Regions from separate parts of the Mus musculus genome. Here region 2 is linked to region 1. A link is a contact called in public promoter capture Hi-C data. All regions are on one chromosome and are shown on one strand. The core of a region is the stretch at or near the end of the contact, and the rest is flanking DNA. Distances in the headings are between cores, read along the strand shown. Region 1 holds the start of Phf23 (PHD finger protein 23). Region 2 holds the start of Dhx33 (DEAH (Asp-Glu-Ala-His) box polypeptide 33).

Region 1 (7,940 bases), core at 4,026-6,525:
GGCCTCGCGCTTACCCAAAATCCTGATCCATGGACTTGAAAAAGTACTTGGCGCCCGCGGGCCGCTGCAAAACGCTCTTGAAATCGCCGAGCGTGATGCGCTCCGCCGGGACAGGGATCTTCACCAGGTAAGGAGTCTCTTCTTCATCCAGATGGTAAATCACCTTCGTCTCGCCTACACCACCGCCCCCCGCGCTGCTGCCCGCCATGGTCTCGCTCGCGCGCTCCCGGGCTCAGCCGCCCACCCAACAGGACTAAGCGCCCCCGCCGCGCCTGCGCACACCCGCAAACTGACGCGCTAGCGCCAACAGCGCAGGGCCAGTGCGGAAGACGTGCCCAAGGAGGATGGCGGGGACCAGCGGGCTGATCGGGAAGAGCTGTGTGGCGAGACTCAAAACCTAGACCGCACAGTCGAGGGCCACTAGCTCCACGGACGTCGCGAGCAGCACCGAGGTCCCCGCCCACCTCTCCCCATGCCACGTGACCCAAGCCCGCCCACTTTGCGCAGCCGACTGTGCTTCACGTGACTTCCTTGAGTCACGTTACTACAAGCTCCACCTAGACACTCACGTGACCACTGCCTTGAGCAACGGTCTTCAGCCCTAGACGACTCCGCCCCCAAACGTGTACAACCCGCCCCCCCCCCTCCCAAGTACCTTAGCAAGCTTCTACTCTTGGAATGCTGGCAACTGGCCCCCACTTTGCCTTACCCATCTGAGGTTCAAGGCACCTCAATAGCAACTATAAGAGGGGCGGGGATATGGGCTGATGAGTGAGAATTGTAACCTGGGACCCTTAGGGCAGTACTCCTACTAGACTGTACTTGGGATGAGAAAGCCGAAATAGTCTTCAGAGATGTCTGAGGGGCATTAGACAGTGCCCAAGCCAGATTTGGCCCCTAAACTTCCCATCTCCACCTCCCAAATTGTGGAATTACAGCCCTGGACTTACAAGTGGCCTTCAGCCCCAACTCCACCCAAGACTTCCACCAGGTTTCCCAAAGATCCCCTCCCCAAATAGGACAAGGAGGGCTGTAAAACACAAGAGCCCACTCTGCTTTATTTACAACACGCAGGCCGTCTGTCTGAGCAGCCGGCCAACAGTATTAAAAACGAGGCGAGTGCTAATTGACACCTTTTTCTTTCCTTCCTCACTCCACAGGCTTTGGTACTCCACCTCTGAGCAACCTCGCTCAAATGGGGGAGCCCCAAATTAAAAATACATCCGGTGTAAAAGAAAGTAAACGGGAGAGAGAAGAAACATGAGGGGAGTGCTGTATTTACACTACAGTTTTATAGACAACTATCCCATTACATCCCAGTTTGAGCCCTGGACCTGCAAGTGAAAAGGGTACAGGGTTGACTGGACAGAGATTCTGTCTACAGATCCAGCCTCCCCGACCCAACTGTAATGGGGTCAACTTCAAGTCCATGGAGCAGGAAGGACAGAGTAGAAGACACTCATTTCCAAATACGTCTCCCTTGGGAATTGTGGCCCTCAAGTGGGGACAGCCTCCTCACTCCAAGGGAAGGCTGGGGACCCTGAGGCTCAGTTCCCAAGTAATGTCACAAGTTCCAGCCTTAGTGATGTCAGGGTTCTCCAGATTTGGGGAGACCCCCTAACCGCCGGGCCTCTGGCCGAAGTTCCTTGCATTTCTGGCAATAAAAGAAGTCGGGAACGTTGGTCTTCTTAATCTTAGCACAGGAGAGGTGGATCCACGTCCCACAGAGGCTGCACTCAATCATGGGCCGCCCCGCAAAGGGCTTTCTGCAGTAACACGTGATCAGATCCCAGGAGTCGTCACCTGGAAAAGACAAATCTCTTTAGTGTTCTGCTTCAAGGCGTCAACTCCTAAGAGCCCCCAAAGCTATCACCTCTGCTCCCCACCCCGGGCAGCCCAACTTCTCACCTGATTCTACCATGATGTCCTCATCCATGACCCGCATCTCGCCTTCACTGGAGCTAGCATCTCCATCTTGGCTTGTTTCTGTGCTGCCCACATCTTTGCCTTCACTGTCAGTAGGGGGAGCACCTTCAGAGTGCACTGTAACAGGGGGCCTGGGGGCCTCAGGGGGTGTTGGGAGCACAGGGGCTGGGACTCCACCCCCCACTGTCATCTCTTCCTCATCATCTTCCTCTTCTTCCTCTTCCTCCTCCTCTTCAGAGTCTGTATCACTGGGAGGAGCCCTAGGAGGGCCAGGAGGTGGGAGTCTATCTCCCCGATCTGCCTTTTTCAACTTCCGCTTCTTGCTCTTCTTGATTCGAGACCGCTTTTCCCCATCCCCAGGAGCTGGTCGAGGTCTCCGAAGCACCCCAAAGCCAGCCCCACCTCCTGGTCCCAACTTTCTATTCTTTCGGTCCTTCTTTCGAGGCTGGGAGAGGTCCCCCTGGGACAGCGGCACTGGGGCGAGAGCAGCGGGGGGCCGGGAAGTATGCGTCAATGATGTGGGAGAGAGTGGAGATGCCACTTTGGGCCCATCCAGATCAAAAAGAGAGTCCTTGAGCTTCATCTTCTCAAGCAGAGTAGCACTGTCAGGAGCCTGCAGACGAGAAAAAGTGGACCTTGGGGGTCCTGGCTGGGTAGGACCTGATTGAACTGCCCTTCTCTTTGATGACTTTGCTTTCTTAACAAAAGTCTGGATAGTTCGAAGGTCCGACGGGGCCGAGTCCCAGCCATCACTGTCTGCTGCACTCTCACCTCGCAATGGAGAGCTAGAGCCAGAGGCTGGCCAATCGCTTTCCTTAAAAGGAGGAAGAGACTAGGGTCAGCCGGAGTCTAGTGACAGCTCAGCCCTGCCACATGTCCAGCATAAAAACCAGGAACTAGACGTATCCCTACCCCAAATCTGATGTGTACTCTATAACCTACCTTCCTCACAGTCCTCAGGGGACCTTTAGAACACAGAAGCCACAGCTGTTACTTCCAGCACTGTTTTCAGTATCTCGTTTGCTAGGACACTCATCTCCCTACAGCTTACCTGGAAACACTTTTCTGTTAACAGCCACTCAAAACCATTAAAAAGTCTTGAGCAACACTCCAAATTTTTGTTTCTGCCGTTCATTGCCGTTATTCCATCCCTCCAAACCAGCTCTCCCACCATAGCCCTAAGGGCTTCCGGTTTTCTTAGTCTTGCATATTACAGTAGGCTCTTCCTATAAAGTAATTCACTCTGCCTCACCTCAGCTACTTTTCTGTTCCTTACCTCTTTGCTAGGGGGGATGTAACCAGCATAGGCCAAGACAAAACTGCAGAATTTGTTAAAATCCTCAATGGTTCTCCGCCTTTTCTCCGGTGGCTAAATGGAAAGACAAAACACGATCGTATGGAAGCCAGGCACGAATGTTAAAGGAGCCCTTCCCCAAAACACAGCCCCCTAAATTGTCACTCAGTGTTCTGGTATGGGACAGCTCACCTGAGTCTCTGGTTTAAGAGTCGGAGGCGGATCTGTGAAATCAATAAAAGCTGAGTCAAGGCACTAGAAAAGAGTCCGTGTAAAATCCTACCTCTAAACCTCGGAGTTCCCGACCTAATCCCATCCACCGTGAGGTCGCCTAGCCCAGCCAGCCACAGCCCCCAGCTGTGCCGGACCCGCCCCTGCTCCCCCTTCCGCCCCAAGGGGCGGAGCCTGGGCGCGGCGCCCTCCCCGGCCTCGCTATAGCGCTCCCCTTCCCCCACCCCGAGGCCCGGCGCCCCGCCCCCTCCCAGCCTCTCCAGTCAACTCGGCTCTCTTGGCGCCCCACCCCGCCATACCGCTCCCGGGGCGAGACCAGGCCACCGCCCGCCCCCGTCCTTCACACGCGCCCGGAGCCCAGAGTTCCCAGCCGGCCGCGCTCCACTGCCCTGGGCCCTCCGAGACCGCACAAGCCGCCTGCCCGCCCCCAGGGTCCAGGATGACCACGCTGAACTGCTCCCCGCCCTCCGGGCCCCTTCGACTCGAACACGAGGCCGGGCGCGCCCCTCACCCCCACCCCAAACACACACAGGCTCACACTCCCCAACGCTACTTCGCGTCCGGGACGGGCGAAGAGCTGCAGCCCGGAGCCAGACCCCCACCCCACCCCGCGGCCGCGCTCCCCACAATTTCGCTGTCCCTCCGCCCCCATCCGGGGCTTTAGCCCCTCCCTCCCCGTCTCGAGCTCTTCGGGCTCCCCGCCGGGCCCCCGGGCCCAGTTCCGAGCTTCTCCGGCCGCCCCCCTCCCGCCCCCGGACTCAGCGAGTCCCTTAGGCTACGGACCCATAAACTCTAGCCCCCGGTCACCCTCCAGCCGCTCCACAGAAGGCCCCCTGACGACGCCGCTACCCCCAATACACACTCCACAACTCGGAAGCTCTTGCCCCGGCCGACCAACCCCCCACCCGCGCAAGTTGCCGGTCTTAACCCCCACACACACACACCTCGCCCCGCCGCCCCTACAAGTACCGGGCTCGCCTCGCTTCCCAGTTCTCCGGCCCCACAGCTGCCCCTCGGTATCGGGCTCTCTACCGGAGACAATACCCAGACCCTCTCCCCACTCCACAACTACCTGCCCACCCCTCTAACAATCACCAAGCTAGCTCTGGCGGCAACTACGAGGTGCTCAAGCGCCACCGCCACCAACTCCCCCACCTCGGCCAACTACCGGGCCCCTCACTCAATCCTCTTCGTGCTCCCTCAACTCTACGGAGGGCAAGCAGCTTCCCCCAGCCTCTCTGTCTCAGAGCTCCAAGCAGTCCGAGGCCTTTTCAGCCCTTAGTTCCCGAAGCTGGGTCTCGGGCGCTCAGACCCCGCACCGCCACTCTCCACGCTGTACCTGATGTCTAACTATCCCGACCCAGTCTCCCGCTCCTCTTTCTCCAAGCTATCTCAACTCATCGCCCTTCCACCTCAAGAGCCAGGGCCCCGACCCCCTTTCCCGCACTCCTCCGTTGGGTGCCGGGGCTCGACCTCCAACTTTGCCCATTGAATCCTCACCCCGCTCCCTGTCCTCTGTGCCTATGGAGTGCTTACCTTCGGGACTGGGCTCCGCCATGGCTTCCAGCATCGCCCCCTCCCCTCCACCCGGTCCGGCGACCCCCTCCTCGAAGCCGGGATTCCCGGTGCTGCCTTGAGTGCTCCGTGTTTCTACCGCCTCGCTCCACCGAAGTGTCCGCTTGGCGCGGTTGAGACTCCACTCCGCTACCGCCACCTCCCTCCACCACTGCCTCCCGCACTCCCGGACCGGGCCCCCTCCCCCCGCACCGCCGGCCGCCTGCTCCCTCCTCCTCCTCCTCCTCTCTCCTCCCTCCCTTCTGCCCCTCCCCGCCGGCACTATCGCGCAGTGCACCAAGGGATTTGTAGTCTGTGCAGGGGCAGCGGAAAGGGGTATGCAAGATCCTCCGGAACTTCAGTTCCCAGGAAGCCACGGATTGGCGCAGGCGCAATAAACAACTTCCCCCCACCACCAGGGGAGTGGCGGGGAGATACGCAACGGGGAGCGGGAAGAAGAGCGGAAGAGTGCACATTGACTCCCGGGAAGTGTAGGCTGGGCGGGACCAAGAAAGTAGACGAAGAAGGGATTATAACTCTCGGCCACCATACTGCCTCACTTTGTACCTTCTTTTTACCCCCTCAGGGTACCGCCCCACTTCCGGCCAAAAGAAGAAATGGATGCTGGGAGATGAAGTTCTCCTAGTAATAATGGCACCTTCTAGTATTTGCCCTCTCTCAAATTCTACTTTACAGACTCCCATACCCTGGCACAACCTCTGCCAGTGGCAGCAGTAATAGACAGTCCTTTTACCACCTCCCAAACATGAACATATCTTCTTTAATGTAAAGTAACATCTGGATATTCTTACTTAAAAATGGTACTTTCAAACTTTCTCCATACCTCCCCACACTAGCAACCACCACCTCTCTGTTTACATCACACCCCAATACACACATAAATAAAATGGAACTTTCATGAGATAATGTTCACATTATTCCACTCACTAAAAAACAGGAAATTACCAACATCAACAACGCGTTTCTATTTCACTGATCTATACCTCAATCCTTCCCCTTTCCCACTACTGAAGTTCACGATACTTGAAACAAAAAACCAGGAGGTGGAATGACACAGGGCAAATTCAATTCAGCTCGGTGGTTTCCTTTTTATTGATGTGCCTCCTACCTCCCCCATCCAATGTCAATCCCTTCCACCTACCCCCCAAAAAGAAGATAGTGAAAGGAAGGGATTATTGGGGTTCTGAGCCCGATGGGCAGTTAGAAAGGGAATAGAAACCAAAACAATCATCGGATGTGACAGAGATCGACAATCAAGAAGTCTAAATCAGAGTGGGAATGGAGGGTAAACAAGGGGAGAAAGAGATGTATGGAGGCTGTATCTACCATTACCCCTCCTGCTGAGAGGGACTGGAGAGACAGCCTCAAACATTAAGTGCAGGTCCTGAAGAAAGGAGGTGGTGTTTGAGCCTGAAGGAGGAACTGGATGTCAAGGAAGGAGCGCCACCTCTCTTCGTAGAATGGAACCCCCCACCTCAGGTACAGCAGCTTCACAGACCATAGACGCTTTCATCACTGTAGGCAATGTATAGAAAGAAGTCTTCTTCATGGTGTTCCTGAAGTAAATGCAAAAGGGGGGGGGGAGGTTAAGGGAACTCGTTACTCAACCATTCACCACCAATACCTCAATTCCTCAAGAACCACTTTAAGCATTGCCTGGTAATTTCAGATGCAGGAAAGGGCCGAAAGGTAAAGGCTACCAAGGCAACTTAAGAACCGGACTCAAAATAGATTTGAAGATACAGATCATCTGTAAGCAACAGTAGGCACTAAACGTGGTCCCTAGTACAGAAGGAATAAAAGAAAAGCAATCATTCCTATTTTATCTCTCTCCTATAGGAAAGGCTGACTTGGACTGGGTGGTAGTGGTGCACACCTTCAATCCCAATGCTCTGGAGGCAGAGGCAGGCAGAACTCTGTGAGTTAGAAACCAGCCTGGTCTACAGAGTGAGCTCCAGAACAGCCAGGGCTACACAGAAAGACTATGTCTCAAAAAACAAAACAAAACAAAACAAAACAAAACAAACAAAAACAAAAACAAAAACAAGCTGGGCTTGGAAGCGCAAGCCTTTAATCCCAGCACTTGGGAGGCAGAGGCAGGTGGATTTCTGAGTTCGAGGCCAGCCTGGTCTACAAAGTGAGTTCCAGGACAGCCAGGGCTTTACAGAGAAACCCTGTCTCTGAAAAAAAAAAAAAAAAAAAGAAAGAAAGAAAGAAAGAAAGAAAGAAAGAAAGAAAGAAAGAAAGAAAGAAAGAAAGAAAAAGGCTGACCTCACTGCCCGGTGTGGTGGCACACGCCTTTAATCCCAGCACTCGGGAGGCAGAGGCAGACGGATTTCTGAGTTCAAGGCCAGCCTGGTCTACAAAGTGAGTTCTAGGACAGCCAGGGCTATACAAAGAAACCCTGTCTCAAAAAAACAAAAAACAAACAAAAAAAAAAGAGGCTGACCTCAAACTCACTATACTATGTAGTCAACAACTTCCAACTTGATACTGCTGCCTCGGCCTCTACCTTCCTCTGCTTCCACAGTGCTGGGACTGAAGCTGTGCATGATCATGCCCCACGTTCAGTGGTTTTGAGGGTTTTTAATTTGGGGATTTTTATTTTTGATTGTTTTATTTTTATTTTTATTTATTTATTTATTATTTTTTTTTTTGAGACAGGGTCTCACTACTAAGTATCTCTGACTAATCAGGATAGACTCAAACTCAAAAGAGACCCACCAGCCTCTGACTCCTGGATGATCGGATTAAAACTGTGTGCAGAAACAGCTGTGCTTTGGATTTAAAGGATCAAAGGTATGTGTCACCATTCAGGATGAGGACTTATAACAACTCTAACACCAGCACTCAAGAGGCATAAGCAGGAAGCTCTCTGAGTCTGAGGTCAGCCTGGTCTGTGTGTCAAGTTTAG
Region 2 (7,940 bases), core at 1,981-4,480, 1.0 Mb before region 1:
CCTTATGAAGCTTCAAATCTGTGCTAAAATTCCTATACCAAATCATATATTGTCTTGTACTGTTCTTAGCTGCTACATGTATGTTAGTTTTGTTCCCCTCATGAGAATGTAAGCTCCTTAAGGGCAGGGACTATGTCTTAATTTTTGTATCCACCACAGTGCCTAGCACTGTGCTTGGCACATGGGTGCTGAATAAATACTTTGTTTATTGATCAGCAAACTATTATCTTGTATTTTTAATTATGAAAGAATCGATGTGTATGTATCCAAACTTGGACCTGATTGCTAAGGTTTAATATTCTTTCTGGAAACAGGATGGAACAAAACTGACCTTGATTGAGGAGCAATGATTTGGTGGCCTTGCAATCGGAGGAGACCGTGAGCTGGTAGGGTCATGGTCGGACCAGGGAGTTACTTCGACAGACTTGGCCACCTCAGATAAGAGTGAAATGTGTCTGACAGATCATCTTTTGGAGGAATAATCAGAATATTCTTTTGAATGCTTAGTATGTGAGCTTCTCAATATGAAAGCCACTGAGCCACAAGAGAGTTTTTTGGAGGGGCAACAGATTTCAGACCGCCACTGAAGGGCAAGTGAGCAACATGCAGGGAAAGATTTAAGTTTCCAACTCTGATCATTTTACTGCTGAGTAAATGGGTTACCAGGAATGAGTTCCTTACAAAAGTGTTAGGTTTTATCTCCACCTTAAAAAAAAAAAACAAACAAACTCTGAGCCAATACTTTAAAAACACCAAAATTTTTGTTTTTCTTTTCTTGTTCTTAAAAAAAAAATGCTTGCATGATAACTGTTGCATATGATTAGTGAGTGCTTCTAGATAAGTGGACTTTGCGGGGGGGCGGGGGGGGGTGTCCGATGCCTCCAGAGGTAATAACACCACCAAGCCTAAAGACCAGATTTCAATCCCTAGGCCACCACATAGCAGGAGAGAAGCAACTGCCATGATTTGTTCTCTGACCTTCCCCCCGCTTCTCTCTTTCACTCACACACACACAATGTATGTTTTTTTAAAGAGGTGTTTTACTTACCAAGAGGTGATTTCACTCACTCAGATGGCCTATTTGGACTCCTGTAATTTATAATACTCCCACGTTGGGTTGCTTCGAATGTGCAGCTACCTATTATTTTGTTTACTCAAGGCCCATAACTTGACATAAGTTATTTTTCTTTTAAGGGTTTGCTTGCCTTCCTAAATCAACATGGGGGTGGGGGGAGGCGCGTGGAAAACATGTCAACTTATTCTTTGTAAGATTTGTTTTTACTATTTAAAATTACATGTACTTATATGTGTCTTTATATAGGTATGTGCACATAAGTTTGGGTTACCTTGAGGTTAGAGGTACGGGATCTTCTAGGGCAGGGGTTTCAGGAGATGGTGAGCTGCCTGGCATGGGTGTGAGGGAACAAATTTGAGTTCTCTCAACAGTGAGCATTCTTAACCCCAAGCCCTGTCTCCATTCCCAAGTCAGTACATTCTTCGTGTACATCCTAAACACACACATTTTTTAGTAACCCCTAGTGTACTGTCAGAAGCTAAATAAAAACTATAACTGGGATTTGGGGGTGTTTGTTTGCTTGTTTTTTTGCTTCTTAGATACATTTATTAAGGTCATATTGTAAATGTTATTTAGATAACTATACAGAGATGTTCCGTGTTCTCATCTAACAGTGTAAGTTTAGCTGACATGATTCATCTTGAATGGGCTGACTTAGTAAAAGATGAGAGTCATTAATCCCATTCCTACCCAAATTTCCTGGTAAACCTGCGTGTAGTAAAGTTTCACGGGGGACCCAGATATTCTTTAAAAGGCTTTAAAGCATCTCAACAGGACCAAAGCCACAGGCCATACCGGATTCCACAACAGACAGATTCACATCTGGGTTTTTTTTTTTTTTTTTTTTTACAAAACAAACAAAAAAAAAACAGGTCTGCATACCAAATTTGATGGATAGCCTTCACATGAGTTGAGAATTATAGAACGCCACATTCTGTATAAGAAACACAATCCGGGGGCTGGTGAGATGGCTCAGTGGGTAAGAGCACCCGACTGCTCTTCCAAAGGTTGGAAGTTCAAATCCCAGCAACCACATGGTGGCTCACAACCATCCAACCAATAAGATCTGACTCCCTCTTCTGGAGTGTCTGAGGACAGCTACAGTGTACTTACATATAATAAATAAATAAATAAATCTTTAAAAAAAAAAAAAAAAGAAACACAATCGGGGACAGCGAGGGCACTGAGAACCCTACGGGTTCCAAACACATGGAGGCTCAACTGGCTGTAACTCCAATTCCAGGGAATCCAACACCCTCTTCTGACCTCCATGTGAGCATTGCAAGCAAGTAGTGCAGGAACATACTCCCAAACAAAACGCCCACACCCTCCAAAGATGAAAAAGCAAAGGTAACCACCCATTCACTCTGTGCCTGTCTTTCTGTGTTGAATTAGCAAAGCATCTAAGAGCTTGTAATTGAACAGGAAGGAAGAACTGGTTATGTACAAGTTTTCTGCAGGAGTAGTGAATACTCGCACTGATTAAGGTGTATACAATAGGGCTGAAAAGCTGTGTAAAGATTGAAAATCTAGTAGGAATGACTGGGAGGTGAGTTAAGGCAATTTTAGTTCCACTCATTTTCTTTTTTATTTCTGCTTGTATTTTTTGAGCCTATCACTTTGTGGGGAAATTACATGATATCAGAATCATAGAATTCACCTTTCCGTAACTGAAGATACTCACTAGTAGCATTTTCAAAATTCTTTGCAGCATCCGAAATGACTTTAGTCTCAGAAAATTTCACTTTCTACATTTATAAATCGGAGCTACCAGTGGGTACCTTAAAACGTACATTGTTTAGAAGAGTAAATGTTTGTGTTCCTCGTTAGATTTACAGAAATAAGTAATTGCCTTAAAACGTGACTATTGTTGGAGCCCGAGATGGGACAGTCATTTTTATTGGATAGAAATGAGAGTTTAGGACAACGTCATTACGCAACAAGACCCTAGGGAACCACACAGCTATCGTCCCCTGTTGTTACTCGGGCCGTTTTTTCGGTCGCACCTCCGACCTTGCTCTCACAGGATGTAAATGCACAGCGCATGCTGGGAATTGCAGTTCCTTTCCTCAAGGCAGGAGGCGGCTGTGAGGTCATCGGTGGTCGCCCAGCACGCCTGCACGTGGCGAGAAAGGGGCGGTGCGCGCTTGCTGTCCCCAGCCGAGCGGAACTGTCTGCGTCCCTGCCTCCGGCCGCGGTCCTCCCGACATGCCGGAGGAGGCGAGCCTCCCGCCCGCTAAGAGATTCCGGCCGGGCTCCTGCCCTCCCGGGAGACGAGTAGTGATGCTGTTGACGGCTGGCGGCGGCGGCGGAGCTGGAGGAGGCCGGAGGCAGACGCCGCCGCTGGCCCAGCCTTCGGCCAGTCCCTACCGCGAGGCCCTGGAGCTGCAGCGCCGGAGTCTGCCCATCTTCCGGGCGCGGGGGCAGCTATTGGCTCAGCTCCGAAACCTGGACAACGCGGTCCTCATCGGTGAGTGGCGGCTTTGGTGGATCTTCCTTGCTCTAGATCCCTGGCTCTGTGCACGAGGGCGGGGTTTCTTAGGGGCTTCTCACTTTCTTTGCGTTGGTTTCTTCCACAAACTTGAAAGGGTTTCAGTGCCCGGTGTGGACAGGGACCTCTGGAAAGAGGCGGACAGAGTTACCCTGCCGGCGCTGACCGCGCTCTGTGAGTTTGAGGATATTCGCCTTCCGTGACGAGGCGTGGGGAGCATATCGGAGGCTCTCAGAGAGCTTTGCAGGATGGGCCTCACCAAGGCTTTTGAGGAGGCAGCTGCGGAGCGGGTCCCTGGGGACCGGCATTCTAAGCGAGGACGGAGAGACTGGCGCCAGAAAGAATTCAGTTGGCGAGAACCAATTTCTTGTGTACGAGAAGAACTTGGCAGTGTTCGAAGGCAGGGACTGACTTCTAGTGGCTTTGCTACAGTATTGACGATAGAGGAGTTCCCGAAGGAATGTCATAAGCGAGAAAGAGACTGGAGTACTGGCAGTCAGTGGAATAGAGTGCTAAGGAGGGAAGTTCCATAACAATATGTAGACATGGTGGGGCGTGGGAGTGCACGTTGGATATGTAGTATTGATTGCAACTCCCACTAAGAATTTTTTCAAAATAACTTTAAGAACAGATCTGGCGTTGGACTGAGGAGTAATTAGGAGGTGAAAGAATGAAGGCAGTGGAAACAGGTTTCTGCTTTGGCCAACCAAGGGAAGCTGAGGCACTTGTAAATAGTCACAGATTTTGGCGAACTGAGCAGAGAGGACACTGAAGATAGATAGAACTAATGGATCAAAGTTTAGGAAATTTCAGAGATGGGGGCGCAGTGCCGGGCATCAGGAGTTATGGAGAGCCCACCTGGCACAGGAGAAAGGCTGTCTCTTTTGAAGTCACATTTGAGAAGATCCAAGAGTTCTGAGGAAAACAAAAGTTCCAGAGCCTCAAGTAGGCTTTTGGGGAGATGGAGACGGAAGACAGGCTGCAAAAACAGGAACAAGATGGACTGTAAAGCTGATGCCCAGGTGAATTTTGTCCCTCTGTTTGTATGGCTGGCATATTCTATTTTAGCAATAGTCAGTTGCCCTGGAATAGGAGTGGGAAAGATGCACAAGAGGCATTGATCTATGTCTGAGGTTGTGTGGAGGGTTCAGTAGGAAAATGCAGGATAATCAGATTCTTGGTCTGAGAGCCTTGGCTAAGTCTGGAAAGGTGAGTGGTCAGAAGCAGGCCGGGAGCTGGAAGAAAATGTAAGACTCATGGACCTGTTAAAGAGGATAAGCCATGGCAAAGAAGGGTGTGCAAGTTTCCTGAGTTGTTCTAATCAGGTGCTTTTAGAGGTACCAACAGACATACACAGGAAACAGCCTTCATTGAGTGCTTGCTCTGTGCAGTGTTTAAGCCTATGAAGAGAGCGTCTGCCCTCTGGAATTAGGGCAGAAACATTTAAGTACTTCTGTACTGTTTGAACCAGGCGTGGTGGTGTACGCCTTTAATCCCAGCACTTGGGAGGCAGAGGCAGGGGGATTTCTGAGTTCGAGGCCAGCCTGGTCTACAGAGTGAGTTCCAGGACAGCAAGGACTATACAGAGAAACCCTGTCTTGAAAAACAAACAAAGAAAAAATACTTCTGTACTGTTTGGAATAATCAGTGCTAGGAGAGAGATGAAGCAGGCACTAAGGATCCTAGAGATGAGGCCCCCTGGTACAGCCCAGAGGGTGAGAGCTTGCAGGCTGACTCATCCTTGAACTTGCCAGTTAGTGAGGCAGGTAGGTATTGTACCCACAGTAGGGTATACAGAGGCAGAAGGTTTGACGAGAGCAGCAAGCAGCAGCCAGAGCAAAGGGCGAGCAGTCTATGAATGGACATCTCGTCGTATCAGTTTTTATCAAGCTATATGACTGTCGTATCTCATCTGTTGTAACTACACCAGTTACCTACCATTATACATGTTTCCAGTTTTGATTGGGGTTTTTGTTTTGTTTTTCATTTTGTTTTTGCTATCATGGGGCAAATTAAATTAAAACATGTTTGTTTTCTTAGACTCAATTTCGGCAAGTGGAATTTGGAGCCAAAGTATATGAACAGTTTGTTTGACAGTCTGTCTATTATGTAGCTCTGGCTGTCCTGGAACTGACTGTGTAGACCAAGCTGACCTAGAACTCAAAAAGATCCTCCTATCTCTGTCTGCTGTGATTAAGCGCACTTGTCACCATGTCCAGCCCATTCTAAAAGTGTTTGAAATGTGATTGGGCCTCCGGGGAAAGAGTGACAGTGACTGTTCGCCAGCCACCTCCCAGGTGCCCATTTGCCTGAGGCTTAGCAACTCAGTGTTTCCTTTTAAGATTTTGTTTTTCCTGACTGTGAGCTGTTGGTTTCCCTTAGTCTCATTTGAATAAGAGTTTCTCTTCTCTCCTAGGGGAAACTGGCTCTGGGAAAACAACTCAGATCCCACAGTACCTCTATGAAGGGGGAATTAGCCGCCAGGGCATCATCGCTGTGACCCAGCCCCGTCGAGTGGCTGCCATCTCTCTTGCCACCAGAGTCTCAGATGAGAAGAGGACAGAACTCGGGAAGCTGGTACCTCATTGTGTTACTTGCTATGAGTACTGTTTAAGTAGCCAGCACCCACTGTGCTCCAGCCTTTTATTTTTCCGAACAAGTTCTTTCTCTGCCTCCCCCTCCCACCCACATCGTTATGTTGACTCAGTATGTAGCACAAACTGGCCTGGTACCCTGAGTTCTCAGTCCTTCTGCCTTAGCCTTCTGCATGCTGCGATTGCAGGGTGTGCCACAATACCTAGTTGAGCAGCTTGCTTCTTTTAAGTAAATAAATAGCCACTGCTATTTAGGTTATGTATTAGTCAGGGTTCTCTAGAGTCACAGAACTTATGGACAGTCTCTAGATAGTAAAGGAATTTATTGATGACTTACAGTCGGCAGCCCAATTCCCAACAATGGTTCAGTCGCAGCTGTGAATGGAAGTCCAAGGATCTAGCAGTTACTCGGTCTCATGCAGCAAGCAGGCGAAGGAGCAAGAGCAAGAGCTAGACTCCCTTCTTCCAATGTCCTTATATTGTCTCCAGCAGAAGGTGTAGCCCAGATTAAAGGTGTGTTCCTTAAACTCGGAGATTCAATCTTCTGGAATCCATAGCCACTATGGCTCAAGATCTTCAAACCAAGATCCAGATAAGGATCTCCAAGCCTCCAGATAAGGGTCACTGGTGAGCCTTCCAATTCTGGATTGTAGTTCATTCCAAATATAGTCAAGTTGACAACCAGGAATAGCCACTACAGGTTAATCTCAGCATTTTCGAGAGATCAGTGACTCTTGGTACTATCAGCTTTGCTTTCATAGGTATTGGCAAGTTCGGTAAATTCGATTTGGATTCTGTAGGTTAGATGTACGTGAAAGCACTTGCATGGAACTTGCTGGAGATTGAACTCAGGTCATCGCACATGCGTGGCAAGTACCCTGCTAATAAGCTGGACGCTTTACCCCTAATTTATGTGTTTAAGACTTCAGGCATGTAATTTTTTTGTTTGTTGGTTGTTTTGTTTGTTGGAGTTTTTTTTGAGACAGCGTCTCACTTGCATCGCTAGCCAGCATGGGACTTAATATATAGACTATAGACTAGAGTCCTCCTGCCTCTGCCTACAGAGTGCTAGGAGTACAGGCATGCAGTTATCATGTCTGTCGTGAAACCTCTTTTAAGTCTACTATATATTCATACGTATGTAAATTTCTGTAAAAATTTATAACTTTCTTACTATAGGTATCTAGAATGAGTCTTGGAGCTATGTTGGAGTCAGATTCATATTTTTATTATATATGGGTGTGTCACCTATGAAGGTCAGAGGACAATTTGGGAGTTGGATCTCTCATCTCTCTGGGCTCCGGAGATTGAACTTATATTGTCAGGCCTTCAAGGACAGTGCTTTTACCCCGTGTTCCATAGTGCTTACCCTAGATTTTAGTTCTTTGTGATGTTTCATTACAGTGTTTCTCTGCAGATACACTACACTCCTGAGGGAGCAGCCAGAGTGCTGTAGGTCTCAGTTTACTGCATTGCTGAGGACAGGGTTGGATATACAGTCAACGGGTATTCAGTGAATGTTTAATGAATAAAGGAGTCATATTTTCTCACAGGTTGGCTATACAGTGCGCTTTGAGGATGTCACCTCAGAAGACACCAGGATCAAGTTCCTGACAGATGGCATGCTTCTGCGTGAAGCAATTTCAGACTCCTTGCTTCGGAAGTACAGCTGTGTCATTTTGGACGAGGCCCATGAGCGGACTATTCACACAGATGTGCTCTTTGGAGTGGTGAAGACTGCACAGAAGAGGCGAAAGGAGCTAGGGAAACTGCCTCTCAA

What was found. Capture Hi-C pulls out chosen DNA fragments and counts their contacts.
Region 2: a contact with region 1 is called in a promoter capture Hi-C map of adipose tissue. The contact joins the promoter of Dhx33 here to the promoter of Phf23 in region 1. A contact is called at or near these places in 2 of 39 promoter capture datasets (the C10 cell line and pre-B cells) and 3 of 9 other capture datasets (adipose tissue, liver and pancreatic islet).

The regions. Positions count from the first base shown.
Region 1 is chr11:69,993,101-70,001,040 of GRCm38.p6, reverse strand. It overlaps Phf23 (PHD finger protein 23), which reads right to left and starts at 5,275. Exons shown (of 5, transcript NM_030064.4): 1 at 4,988-5,275; 2 at 3,413-3,444; 3 at 3,203-3,295; 4 at 1,909-2,740; 5 at 1,030-1,803. The coding sequence starts at 5,021. The coding sequence ends at 1,589. Gabarap (gamma-aminobutyric acid receptor associated protein) reads right to left here. Exons shown (of 4, transcript NM_019749.4): 4 at 6,092-6,582. The coding sequence ends at 6,517. Dvl2 (dishevelled segment polarity protein 2) reads right to left here and starts at 449. Exons shown (of 15, transcript NM_007888.4): 1 at 15-449. The coding sequence starts at 208.
Region 2 is chr11:70,999,722-71,007,661 of GRCm38.p6, reverse strand. Dhx33 (DEAH (Asp-Glu-Ala-His) box polypeptide 33) reads left to right here and starts at 3,230. Exons shown (of 12, transcript NM_178367.4): 1 at 3,230-3,545; 2 at 5,983-6,143; 3 at 7,714-7,940. The coding sequence starts at 3,284. It overlaps Derl2 (Der1-like domain family, member 2), which reads left to right. Exons shown (of 7, transcript NM_033562.4): 7 at 1-222.